Linked DNA regions of Zea mays: region 2 is linked to region 1. Evidence: chromatin contacts called from public Hi-C data. All regions are on one chromosome and are shown on one strand. Each heading gives the region's core, a stretch centred on a gene start, on an enhancer-like site or on the middle of the called end of the contact. The rest is flanking DNA. Distances are from core to core; before and after follow the strand shown. Region 1 holds the start of LOC542050. Region 2 holds the start of LOC100501781 (Glycosyltransferase family 61 protein).

Region 1 (6,125 bases), core at 2,990-5,489:
ATCTTTTTCATCTTTCCATTCAGGCCAGTGCTATTGAATCTTTTTTTTTGTCCTGCACAAAGTTAGTATTTCACTGCTTGTTTTATCACTTTACCACTACCAGCTCAGCGCAGACTAGGCTACCAGAGACCAAACTTTGGGTTTAATCTTCTTTTTTCTATCTTTTTTTTATGTTAGTGTTGCTATTTGCATAATAAATATGCAAAAGACGCAGCACCAGTGCACCACCATCATCGTATATTTATCCTGCCAGACCAGACCAGAGTGCCCTTGCGTCCTGCCAGATCTGGAATCGGGCAGTGCTTCCGTATCCCACTCCGACAAATCTTCTTTCTCCAAAATCTCCACTCGCTCTGTGCGGTCTTTGTACTGGAGGCCACTCGAAACACCACCCTTTTTTTTCGCTTTCAGGAAACCGCACATTTGCACTGCCACCTGCATTCACGGGCATCCTCGTCATCGTCATCCTGTTGCTGCTGCGAAGTGCAGACATCCAACGGCCCCTGCTTGTGATTCTGTGAGAACAGTGTCTGAAAAGGAGAGAAGGAAGACGATGTGACTGTTGAAGCACTGCGCTCCAGTGCAAGGCTCGGGATTCCATTAATAAATAATAAAGATTGCTTAGGATTTCATTTTTAGAGGCTGGAGGCGCATACCATTTGACGGAACCCACCCTAACCACTCCATGAAGCTGCGTTCCTTCCTTGTTCCAGTCATGCATTCTTCATCCTGATAGCATACTTTCATCGCGTAACAGTAGGAGAGACCATTCAAGTCCAAACCATGCCGGCGTCTCATGTCTAGCACAAGGAGCAAAGGAGGTCCCCCAGTCAGCTTCAGGTTGCACAAACCACCCAGAACCACGTTGGACATGACCGTGCTCTCTGCAATGGCATCTCATTGTACAGCAAAAAAGGCAGCACAGAGATTTTATCAAAACTGACTGAAATCTGTCATAGAGCTCATCTGCGCCAGCGCGCAGCAAGATCTACATCTACATGTGGGCCTCACATCACAAACTGAGCTCTAGACAAAATAAACGCTCCACATTCGCACCTTATAATTTTAACGAAATTGACTGAAAATTATTTGGGTACGATTTAAAATGTCATAAAGCTACTCTATACTAACCGGTGTTGTAATTTAATTTGTTCAGGTCCCACCTTAAGTTAGTATACCACCTCAAATCAAACCAATATATATGTATACTGCAATATGTTGAAAATCCAACATCAAACCCAAGGGTTCAACCCATTCATACCTAAAAAACCCTGATCCCATCCCATCCAACATATTTTTCTATTAAAACAAATCTAACCCAATCCGCTAAGAATTTGTTTGGGTGCTCATATGTTGACCTCAACCTATATGTATTGGAGTGGGTTGGTGTGAAATTCAAACTAAATTTCACATGGATTAAGATCGATAAATGGACATCCAAAAAAGGCCTAAGTAAATCAACCCATTCCCACCCATCCAAAATGTACCCAATTGAGAACCTACCTAACCCATTAAAGTCATTTCAACCCAACTCATTACAGGCCTACATAGGAATCCCTACGAATAGCAATACTTCGAATATTTTTAGTGGTATATGGTTTGATCATTGTAAAGTAGTACAGTAGTACTGATCATTTTTTACATAGTATGACAGTGCTTAATGACAGAAATGCTACTAGTCAAGAATACAAATACTTACTGGTTTTTGACATAGTATGCTGCTGTTGCTCCTAGTGGTTCTGTAAATGCTGGTGTATTGGTAAAGAAGCATCCAGCTTCCATTTTCTCGTGTACTGGTAAACAAGCATTGACCTAAGGAGGTGATGCTGACTCCAACAGAGATCTCAGAAGTGCTTATGAGGAATGACGACACCGGGCCTTATTCGGTTCCTCAAGGGAAAGAAGGGTGATGCCAAGGATAGCGAAGGTGATGACTACAAAATTGCCCCAGTTGATCAAAATCTCAATGATGCAGGCCAATAATGGTGCAAAGTAGTGTGCATATCAAATATTAGTACCATATCACAAGAGCCAGAATAATCTGCTAAAAATGTATTGGTCCCATATTAATGACAGGTCTTTTTTGGAAATGCAGGGTACTCTAGTATCGTGATCCTTTGTTTCCTTCATAAAACCATATATCACACTATAAAATACATCTAGGCCCCCATGTATTCAGATGAGTATATGCAGCAACTAAAATGTCATTTTATATAAATAATCAATATTGTCAAAACCTACAGACATTCAGACAACAGGCTACAACAGGATGTTTTGCATACCAACACTGCTTCTCACAACAGATCAATCTTCAGAATTAGTATCAATCACATTTTCTCCTTGTACCACATTTTCCTCTCGTAGATCATACTCAACAACTAGACCAAGATTATCAACAAACTTGTGGTACACCTGGCACCCTGCACACTGTGTTATGCAGTGTATGTTAGAAAATATATTTACAGCATGTGTAAGAAAACGTCAATCATAAGAATCGTCTCATACAGCGATCCAAAATGATCATAGCATTAGGTTTGGAAATTACATTTGCACATAAATTAAGGCATGGAACAAAGTTTACCTGAAGAAAAATTGTCCCTCTTTCATAGGCTACTCTATTTATCAAGCGCTTGGTCCTTTCACCACATGCATTGCATGTAAATTGAACAAGCAAACTTCTTCTAGGAAGCTTTATATCAATAGTGGCTTCCTGAAACATCACACAAACAAAAAAATACATTCAGTACACTCTGCCTACAAACTAGTCTGTTGGTTGCCGCTTCACTTCAATCTATCAACAAATTGAGCATTTATTATTTATTTCTGAACCTAGTTTGATCCTCAATCAGCAAGCAACTTATTACATTGTCTTTCATGCAATAAACTACTGGATCAAACATAAAATGCAAGACCTTATCATTGTTTATTTTCCATGTTTTCACATATTTATGCTATTAACCTACCAAATTTACACTTTACAAACTGTGTTGTCTTTTGAATGCCTTAATCTGCAAGACACCCAAGCAATGGAAGACCTACAAGAAATGTACACTAAGTACAAACTCAGAAAAGAATTAGCAATTCCAAATGAACAACATTCGGATTGCATTCATATAGTTTACTAAAGCCAATCAGACAATGGACAAAGAAGATAGGATACTAGAAAAACACAATTATTCTGAGAATATTTATACTACTCTATTAAAAACCTAATGTGGACATCTGGTACTACCACGGCTTCACCCTCCGCGCTGACACTCTGGGCCCGCTCCACGCGCCCTGCCTTGGCGCCATGCCCTGTGGGCCCCACGCGCAGCGCTTTCTCAGCTACTGCCCTGTGGACCGCAGCGCCTGTCCAGTACTCGACCCCGCCCGCGCAGCTACCACCAGACCATACGTAACTTAGTGTTTAGAAATAAACAATAATTATATAAAAAATAGTGCAAAGCGAGCACTCGAACACACGCTCGCCTCCTGCTACAGAAATTTAGGGCTAACCAATAAACCACACGTACCTTAGAGTTTAGAAATACACAATAATTATATTTGAATAAATATCTCAATACATATTTATATGATATATAAAAACCGTAGCAAAACACGGGTAGAATCATTAAAGTTGATATAGAATAGCTAGCAACCTACATCAGCATATCAGATTGAATCTTGTCAGGTTATCCAATTTCAATAAACAGTGGTCCAAAAACCAAGCAATTTACTGTCTCCTCCATTGCTGGTGGCTACCTAACCCAATCCATTCCCTAAATCGCCTCCAGTAAATAATTCCAAGGAACATGGACCATCCATAACCCAAACCATTCACCCCTGATGATCTGGAAACATCATAGAGAGGAAGGAGAGAGAGCGCTAACTAACCGTTGGCGACGGCACCGCGTCCGAATTGGCCTTGCCAGAGGAGGAAGCGAGCCTCCTTGGACCGCACGAAACTCTCAACCTGCGCGAAGAGAAACGGGCTTACACACCCGCGAGCCGAGCCGTGAAGAAGGGGCTAGAACGGAGCGCACCGCGGTGCCGGCGCCCTGAGCTTCGGGGAGGAGGCCACAAGGGCCACGCGAGGAGGAGAAGGCTCCCGGCGCAGGCGGGTCGAGAGGATCCCAGGCAACAACGGAAAGGGCGGTAGCCCCGCCAAGCAACAGCCGTACCCCGCGGCCGTCGTCGCCATAGCCGCCGACTCCTACTTGGACCGAGGAGGCGAGGATAAAGGAAGAGCGAGATCTCACCAGTCACCTCGGTGGACAAGGCACGCAGCAGCCACGGCACACGAGGGCGCACGCCGGCGTGCCGGCGAAGCGCGAACACCGCCGGCGAGCGGCTGGTCGCAGGGGATGTCACTCAGGGCGGAGGCGGAGGGCGGTCGCCGGAGCAGGCGAGCAGCGTGGGCCGGCTTTGGTTCCGCCTGTGTCCATATTGACTTGGCTGGCCCGTTAAGCAATTTAGATGACCTATCCAGCCCATTCCTGTGTTTACCCCTGTCAGCCTTTGGGTTGTGGGCTTGTTGCCTTTTTATCACTGTCCCGAAACTGGGCTAAGTTAAAACCCGAAACTGGGCTATTCCCAAACAGGGGTGGTCGAAACAACAATGCCATGGCAGTGGCACACCGTTTAGCAGCCACGAAAGGGGTGATTTTGCGTGTAGACATCCGGTTTCCTACCCCTGGCAAAGCACACAAGAAAACTTTGTGTTATCATCAGAAGATTCGTGTCGTTAGCTCATTTCGTTTAGTACTCCCTCCGTTCACAATAAATGGTGAATCGTTCTGTTTTTTTTTAAGTTTTTACTATGTATCATATCGAAAGTTAAATATCTAAAAAAGAGTCAAAAAACTTAAAATTTAAAACGGAGCAAGTATATGGCATGAAGAAACAGGAAGAAAATAGTACCTTGGGCATTCATAAATTTGAATCCGGAAGCCGAATTGCGAGATGAAGCACTTGTGCTTTCAATGTATCCATGTGGCTGTTTTCTGGCCTCTAGAACTAGAAGCTTAGCAGAATGGTAGTCACCAAAAATCATTGCAAGAACATGCTCCGTCTCGGAAATGGTGGAACCTACTCCGATCTCTAACGATGATTTCCCGGTTCCAAAGCTGAGAGACTAACTTGATTGCAGAGTGACAATCCTCACAGACTCTCAGGTTCTTCACGATATGGATCGGTAAGCTCGGTGGAAGACTGATGAGACCAAAAGCAATGGCTATCTTCTCACTGTGTGCTAAAAGTGCCTGTTCTTTCTCTTCCTCGTCAACGTCAACTGCTATCCTTGACGTGACTGGAGAATAACCCACAGACTTCAGCCTGCATGCGATCTCCTCCATCATCGCCATGATCTCTAACGTCCAAGGATGCGATTGGTCATTGGCGACGAACTTGTGAACCTGCCCAGCCACAGTGATCGAGCTGTAACCTGCCGTCTTCTTAACTCCCCGTTCTTCCATCAACATCCTTACTCTTTTTGCATCTGCCCACTGTCTAGAGTCTATGTATATGTTGTACAACTGGACATAGACGGCATCCTCCTCAGGGGCTAACTTGAGAAGATGCTCCGCGGCATGTCGGGCTAGGTCAATGTTTTTGTGGACTCTGCAGGCACTCAAGATGGATCCCCATATGACGGCATTTGGTTGCATTGGCATGGTCTGAACAAGATGCATAGCTTCATCCAGAAGCCCGCTGCGAGCGAGCAAATCTATCATGCAGCCATAATGCTCAACCTGAGGGTGTAATTTATGCAACGATCTCATCTCGTTGAAGTGCAGCCGACCTTCGTCGAGCAGACTTGAGTGGCTGCACGCAGTCAGAACAGCAATGTAGGTAACTGACGTGGGCTGAAAACCATCACGCTTCATCTGGCAGAAAGACTCCAGAGCATCCTTACCCATCCCATTGAACGCAAGACCTGCGATCATGGCAGTCCAAGTGTGGACATCTCTTTCGCCCATGCGATGGAACACAGCGGTTGCCTCATCCACCCTCCCACATTTCATGTACATGTCCAAAAGTGCAGTCCCAAGGTAAACATCTTCCTCTACTATCCTCTGTTCGATTGAAGCGTGCAAAGCCCTGCCATGTGGCAGTGCACCTAAGCTCGCACAAGCAGTGAGAAG
Region 2 (6,771 bases), core at 3,524-6,023, 140 kb after region 1:
ACCAATTGAGGAATCAACAGATGAAACATATTCAACTCAATCAAAAGGTGGTCCAGGAGGGAAGCTTAAACAAGTTATTGCCAAGAAAATGAAGCTGACTAATAGTAGTAACAACACTACCAAATCAGAACTTGACAAATATCTATCTGAAGATTGTGAAGATACAGAAAAAAAGATTGATATTCTCATTTGGTGGAAGGACAATGCACATAGATTGCCGGTTTTGGCTCACATGGCCCAAGATATCCTTGATATACCAATATCAACAGTAGCTTCAGAGTCCGTTTTCAGCACAAGTGGGTGTATCTCGAATGATTTTCGTACTTCCCTTACTCTTTCATGTTGGAGGCCCTTTTATGTACCCAAGATTGGCTAAGAAGGTCTACTCCCATTAACATACAAGAGAATATCGAGGAATTGACTATTATAGAAAAAAGGTATATTCCATAGTTTTTTGTATGTATTTGATGTTTAACCATTTCTAATCGATAGCTACATGCTTCCACTCCTTTAATTGTAGAGCTAATTGAAGAATTTGGTAATGGTCGCAAACGAAAAAGAACCGAGGCTACTTCCACTTCCAGGTCTCAAGCAACACACAGGTGAGCTGCTAAACTGCTATCTATGCTATGAATTGTTTACTATTTAAATAACTTTATACTCTTTTTTATTAATGGTATGAAATGTTAATTTATATATATATTGAAGCTGAATGGTGAGCTGAAGCTATTGTGCTGAAGCTGTTGTGAGCTGGACATTCCTTCGGTGGTGGCTGAAGCTGAATGGTGAGCTGCTGGAGAGTGGAGACGTGGAGTGGTGGGCGCCTGGCCGGTGTGGCTGCTGGCTGGTGCAGAACTGCAGACTGTGCACTTGTGCAGTGGCGGCTGGCACTAATCTATTCATCTATTGTGCTTGTGTGTTGTGTCATTGTGTGTGGTTGTGTGCATTTGTGCTTCCATGTGAGACTGAGTTTGAGTTGTGTTGTGAACTTGCGACCGTATGTCACTGTCTGGTGTAGTCTTCTTTTTATTTTATTCATATCTTGTATCCTGAATAACTATTATTATTATGGTTGTGTTGTGCCTGTTTTAAAATTTTGGTTGCTTCGGGAGTACCCGATACCCGAACCCGAAGTGTCGGGTACTATAATACCCGATGCAAATTCGGGTAATACTTTCTAAAACCCAAATTTTTAATTACCCGGATTACCCGACCCGAAATATTTGGGTAACCCGAACGCCCAGGCCTAGAGGGGAGGGGACAAGGAGAGGAAGCCAGTGGGGCACAATGGTCAACGATGCGTCCTCCATGACTTGGGTGGGTGACGGGGAGGTGCGTCTGGTGGGGTGGGGTGGGCGGGGCGGTTGCCGACGCCAGGGGCAGGAGGCACAATCGTGGGCTAGACGACGGTTGGACAGGAGGGCGACAGATGGAGACATGGGTCCACCTGTCATATGGCGATGGTGGGCAGAATAGGAGAGGCAGAACCAGGGAGGCAGGCTACACTTAGGTTATTAATAAGTAGCAGAGATTATATTATGTAATTGTGATTTTACCATGTTGGGGTTGCGCCCATACATAATAGGAGGGTAGTTTAGACCTTCCACCCATTTCTTTTCATATTTTTTTAAATTTTTCAATCACTAAATCTAATTTTCGCTAACGACATTGAGAGGTAGGGGCAAACAGTAGCTTCGTTTTCAACACGGAGGGGTAAAATCACAAAGTTAAAAAAATGGAGGATAAAACCACAATTTCAAGAACAGTAAAGGGTATAATCACAATTGTCCCATAAAATATTGTGGAATGAATAGGGGTAATTTGGTCCTTTTTGTATGCGGTGTAAGCAACGAAATAATGCAAAATGTAGTGATATGTACATTTTCTTACTACTAAATTTTTCACTAAGGTCTAGTTTCGTGGACAGGAAAATGAAGAGAATCCATATGGAGGGATCCATTTTGAATAACAAGGGGATCCTTCTCCATAGATCCCCTTCATTTTTTATGTCCATCAAACTAGTGCTAAGTTTTTTCGCCTTTCCGCCCTTTTAATAATTAGGCCTGCACGATGGTTTTGAGCCCAGTACCGCTCCCGCTTAGGTTGGCGGCCAACTTTTTAAATATTTTAGTCCCTTTAGGGTTTTTTGCACAATTATGCCCTTTACAGTTTCATTTCAAAAAATGGGCCCCAACCTCGGCGCCATCATCATTAGCGTCGAGGTAACACATAGTGGCGTCGATATAATTGGCGCCAACTTTTTCTACATGACAGACGATGTGACAAGTCCTAGGGGGTCGGCGTCATATATCTTGGCGCCGACCCCCCTGAATAGCGTCGGACCTCGCCGTCCAGGGGGGTTGACGCCAAGATCTATCACGCCGACCCCCTGAGACTTACCACATCGCCTGCCACGTAGGAAAAGTTGACGCCAATGGTACTGACGTCACATTGAGTTACCTCGGCGCCAATGATGATGTCGCCGAGGTTAGGATCCATTTTTTAAAATGAAACTGTAAATGGCATAGTTGTGAAAAAACTCAAAAAAGGCTAAAATGCAAAAAAAAAATGGGTTGGCGGCCCGATCGTCCATTTCCAGCCCAGTTAATCTCTTCTTCGCCGACGGCCCGGACCTCGAGCTTCGTTCGTCGGTGCACCGAACCTTGGCGAGCGCACGACCTACTTGAATCGTGCGTCACATGGGTGCATCACATGATTCGTATTTGTTGGCAACCACCACAAATCACAGGGCGCACGCTTGCCTGCCGGCATTGCCAACATGTCATCACCACCACAAATCACAGAGGCGCAAGCAGAGTATGGTGCGCCGAGGATTGAAGAGAGAAGAGAGGGCAAAAAGATAAAGAAAAAGATAGAGAGGGTAAAAAGATAATGTATATCATCGAAGAAAAATAAAAAAAAGGTAAACAAAAAAGCAAACTGGATCACTGTATGTATGTGTGGGAGTATCATGTCTGTGTATCGTCACATGTCATCTACCTCAATCGCATACTGGAGTGGAGATTGTACATTGGTGGTCATCGGATCAGGGCATCAGGCTGGCCGGCCGGCGGTGGGGCGAGGCCCGATCAACGTGAGTTAATAGGTCAGCGGAGCAGCTGGATGGCCTTGAGGAGGACGGGCCTGAAGCGGCGGACGTCGAGCCTGACGTCCTGCTTGCCGAGGTAGACGTCCTTGACGAGCGTCCAGCTCTGCTCGTGGATGGGCATGGGGTCCATCAGCACGGGGTGCGCCCTCGGGTACACCTCCGACAGCGTGCTCTCCTCCGCCGTGATGTTGTACTGGAGGTAGCGCATGTTCATGTCCCGCGGCGGCACCCCGTACTCGTCCATGGCCAGGCCCTCCATCCGCCCCAGCGGCACCACCTGCACCACCACCGCGTTCATGGGCAGGAACACCAGGTTGGTGAGCCCGGACCCGTGCACCGCCACCATCGCGTCGAACGAGTTCACCAGCTTGGACGCGTCCGCCATGCGCGAGTGCCCTTCGTCCCCGGCGCCGCTCTTGCTCTTGGACGCCGTCCCCGACATCAGGTCCGACGCCGTCACGTCGAAGCCGACTTCCTCCGCCAGCGCCACGATCTCCGGGAGGTTGACGAACCGCCGCCGCGAGCGCCGGGCCACGACCAGCAGCCGGGGCCTCGTCCTCGCCCGCCCGGGCCCGGGCCCGGCCTCCTCCTCGTCCGTCCGGATGGCGTGCTCCCGCGGCAGCGCGTATCGCCACATGAGGAAGCGCTTGAAGTCGACCATGGACAGGTTCCGCGGCGCGCGGCGCGGGTCGATGCTGAGGTCCTTGTGGCTGCGCAGCCCCAGCGTGGCGGCGCGGAAGCAGCGCACCTCCCCCTCCGCGTCGGCGCCCAGGTCCACCGCCTCGTAGTTGGTCAGCCCGTCCACGATCTCCCTGTACTTGCCGAACCACCACGCCTGCTTCTGCGCCACCAGCAGCTGCACCTCGCCGCCCAGGTGGCGCGCCGTCACGAACAGCGGGATGATGTTGTCGTTGAAGTCGTGGTAGTAGTTGCCGCAGTAGCCGCCGTTGGAGTACACCACGGCGGGAACGTCGTGCCGCACCGTGCACGGCGGCGCGGCGCCGGCGGGCACCACGCGCACCGTCAGCGTCGAGATGCCCCGCATCACGCGCGCCTCGCCCTTGCGCGTGTACGGCTGGACCGTCCAGCTCGTCGTCCCCGGCGCCAGCCCCGTCACGTTCGCCGCCAGGCCGTCGGCGCGGGCGGGCGCCAGCACGAACACCTCCGACGTGCTGCCGCGCACGCGGATGGCGCCTTCCAGCTCGCACACGTCCGACCTCGGGTCCGCGAAGTCGCACCGCACGCGCGGCTCCGGGACGGTCTCCTCCTCCACCAGCTTGAACCCTCTCCTGCCGTCCAGCAGCAGCGACGGGAACCCGGGCTTGCCTGGAGAACACCAAGCGTGGTTGTCAGCTCGGCGAGGCTGAGAAATGCAGACGGCAATGCAGTGCCGATGCCGTACCTTTGGTCACCATGACCATGTAGCGGTCGATGGCGGGGGAGTAGATGACCAGGAACTGGATGGCGCCGATGAGGAGCAGCAGCGGTAGGCTGCAGAAGGCGGGCCTGCTCTTCTTGCTCCTCGGCGCCGGCGGCTTCATCTCCGACTCTTCTTCTGCTTCTTCTTCTTCTGCTGCTGCTGCTGCTCCACCACCAGGACTGGCAGCTTTTCAACCATGCATACAAACCAAACCGCAGCGCCACTACGATGTGCCTGACGCCCTGACCTGATCACCAGACCCTGACGACGGCGGCGGCGGCAGCGGTGGCGGCACACATGGCCGACGGAACACTACCTTTTGAAGCAGGGGGGGGGGGGGGGGGGGGGGGGGAGGCCGGCCGATCGACCGGCCGGAGAAGCAGTACGGTGCGATTAATTATGAGTAGACGAGCAGGGCGTAATTAAACAAATGCATTGTTAATCGCGGGGCACAGCGAGGCAGGCAGGCAGGGCGGTCGCGCAGTAGTGGCCGTGGAGAAGACTCCACGATTCGAAAGGCGACGAGCATATAATAGTATTTCCGATTAATCGCAAAGCAAACAAATCCCGCCCCCCGCTCGTCGGTTGAAACCAACCGGTCGGGGCCAGCTGGGATGCGCGCGTTCATGGAAACCACGTTTCCTCGCCGCTTTCCTCCCCCTTCCCCTTCCCCTTCCCTTTCGTGGTGACCAGAGAGACGGTCACGGGAACGAACTGACTGGCCGACGTCGCGTCGCCTCTCCACCGCCGGCCCGTCGTCGCCTCCCCTTGTCTACAGAATCGAACTCGCGAGAACCCGCTGGAACGGCGGCGGGCCGGTGAACCTGTCGGCGACCTCCACGGCTCCACCTCCCTGAGATTCTCGTTGCCACCCCGCCGTTCGTGGTGACCGTGATCGCGCTGGAGTAGGACGCGTGCGTGCGTGCGGACGCGGGCCGCCGGCAAGTCTGCCACATTTGCATTGCAGGCAGGGGGATCGTGAGGTCAACCGCGCGCCATGTGGGAGTGCGGACGGCCGACGATCGCCTTTCGCATGGCGTCTCGGAAACCGTGTGAATACAGAATTAATCAGAGAGCAGAGGCCACAGGTGAGGGCGGGCAGATCGGCGTTTGCGAGCCGCGACAGCAGGTGGGTGACGACTGACGAGACGATGCCCACCGCCGATACCGTGATACGTGCTCCTCTCCTCAGATCTACCGGTCTGGCATTTCCTGTGGAGGCTGCTCCGGCCTCCGGCACGAGGAATTGTCCGGTAGCCATGGATCACATGGGTGGGGGGTGACAAAGGGAAAGGGAAGGAATCACATGACCAAAGGCAGCAGCAGAACAACAACAGAATGGCAGGGGGAGATGAGTAGATTAACCTAACCACGCTGCAAGCCTGCAACTGTGTCCTTTGCTGCCTGTCAGTGCCCAGTGCCCGGCCATGACAGCACATCAGTTGTAAACAACACTGCGTCCAGCTCGCGGCCTGCGCGCGCGTCGGCGCGGCTAGATCGTTTACAATGGCGCGCGAGTTTGACTAGCATAGAGTATTGTCTCGCCGTTTGCTTGCCACGACTCTGCATTTGCGTCGATCGATGCAGCGTTCTGACCTTCTGCAAACAACGCAAAAAAGAAGAAGAAGGAGAGAGAGTAGGGATCTGGGGATGAGGAGTGCTGGTCATGTCCTGCAAGTAGAAAGACTGTTATCCACTAGTACAATTCTACTCTGAGCCGGGTAAGGTCTTGTCCGTTTGTGCCGGATTGGTGGGTCGGAACGATTCCGAGCCGTATTGCTTCTATAATTTATATAAACTTAGATTAGCTGGAACAAATCCGGTTATAATCCGACGTAAACGAACAAGGCCTAACTCGAGCATACATTACATTAGGAGGACTCCGAAACTGTGTCCTTTTCCTTTGCTGCCGGGCCCGGCTACGACAGCACAGCAGCTGTAAACAACAACCACAGCAGCAGCAGCAGATTACAGATCGAGAGCTTACAAAAGCTGACGAAACTACTAGCTCGCGGGAGCTGAAAGGCACGGCCGAGCCGACACGGATGTGACGTCGCGCGCAAGAACACAAACTGGGTTAGGGTTAAGATAACAAAGAGTGATGGTAACCACTTGTCTGCTCTTGAAACTGTTTAGACCTTGTTCGTTTACGTCGGATTGCACCCGGAATCGTTCCAGCTAATCAAAGTTTATATAAATTAGAGAAGCAATTCGATTCGGAATCGTTCCGACCCACCAATCC

Evidence for each region. A called contact is a pair of places that touch in the nucleus more often than the background predicts.
Region 2: a contact with region 1 is called in a Hi-C map of ear, with 8 times the contacts expected there. The contact joins the promoter of LOC100501781 here to the promoter of LOC542050 in region 1. A contact is called at or near these places in 13 of 25 Hi-C or Micro-C datasets (bundle sheath, ear, endosperm and 4 more) and 1 of 3 datasets of contacts at active chromatin or transcription factors (leaf).

The regions. Positions count from the first base shown.
Region 1 is chr5:60,413,437-60,419,561 of Zm-B73-REFERENCE-NAM-5.0, forward strand. It overlaps LOC542050, which reads right to left and starts at 4,240. Exons shown (of 4, transcript NM_001111689.1): 1 at 4,026-4,240; 2 at 3,877-3,955; 3 at 2,582-2,710; 4 at 2,184-2,427. The coding sequence starts at 4,183. The coding sequence ends at 2,305. It also overlaps a transcript of LOC112136098 not described here.
Region 2 is chr5:60,557,687-60,564,457 of Zm-B73-REFERENCE-NAM-5.0, forward strand. It overlaps LOC100501781 (Glycosyltransferase family 61 protein), which reads right to left and starts at 4,774. Exons shown (of 2, transcript NM_001196440.1): 1 at 4,512-4,774; 2 at 2,880-4,435. The coding sequence starts at 4,650. The coding sequence ends at 3,108.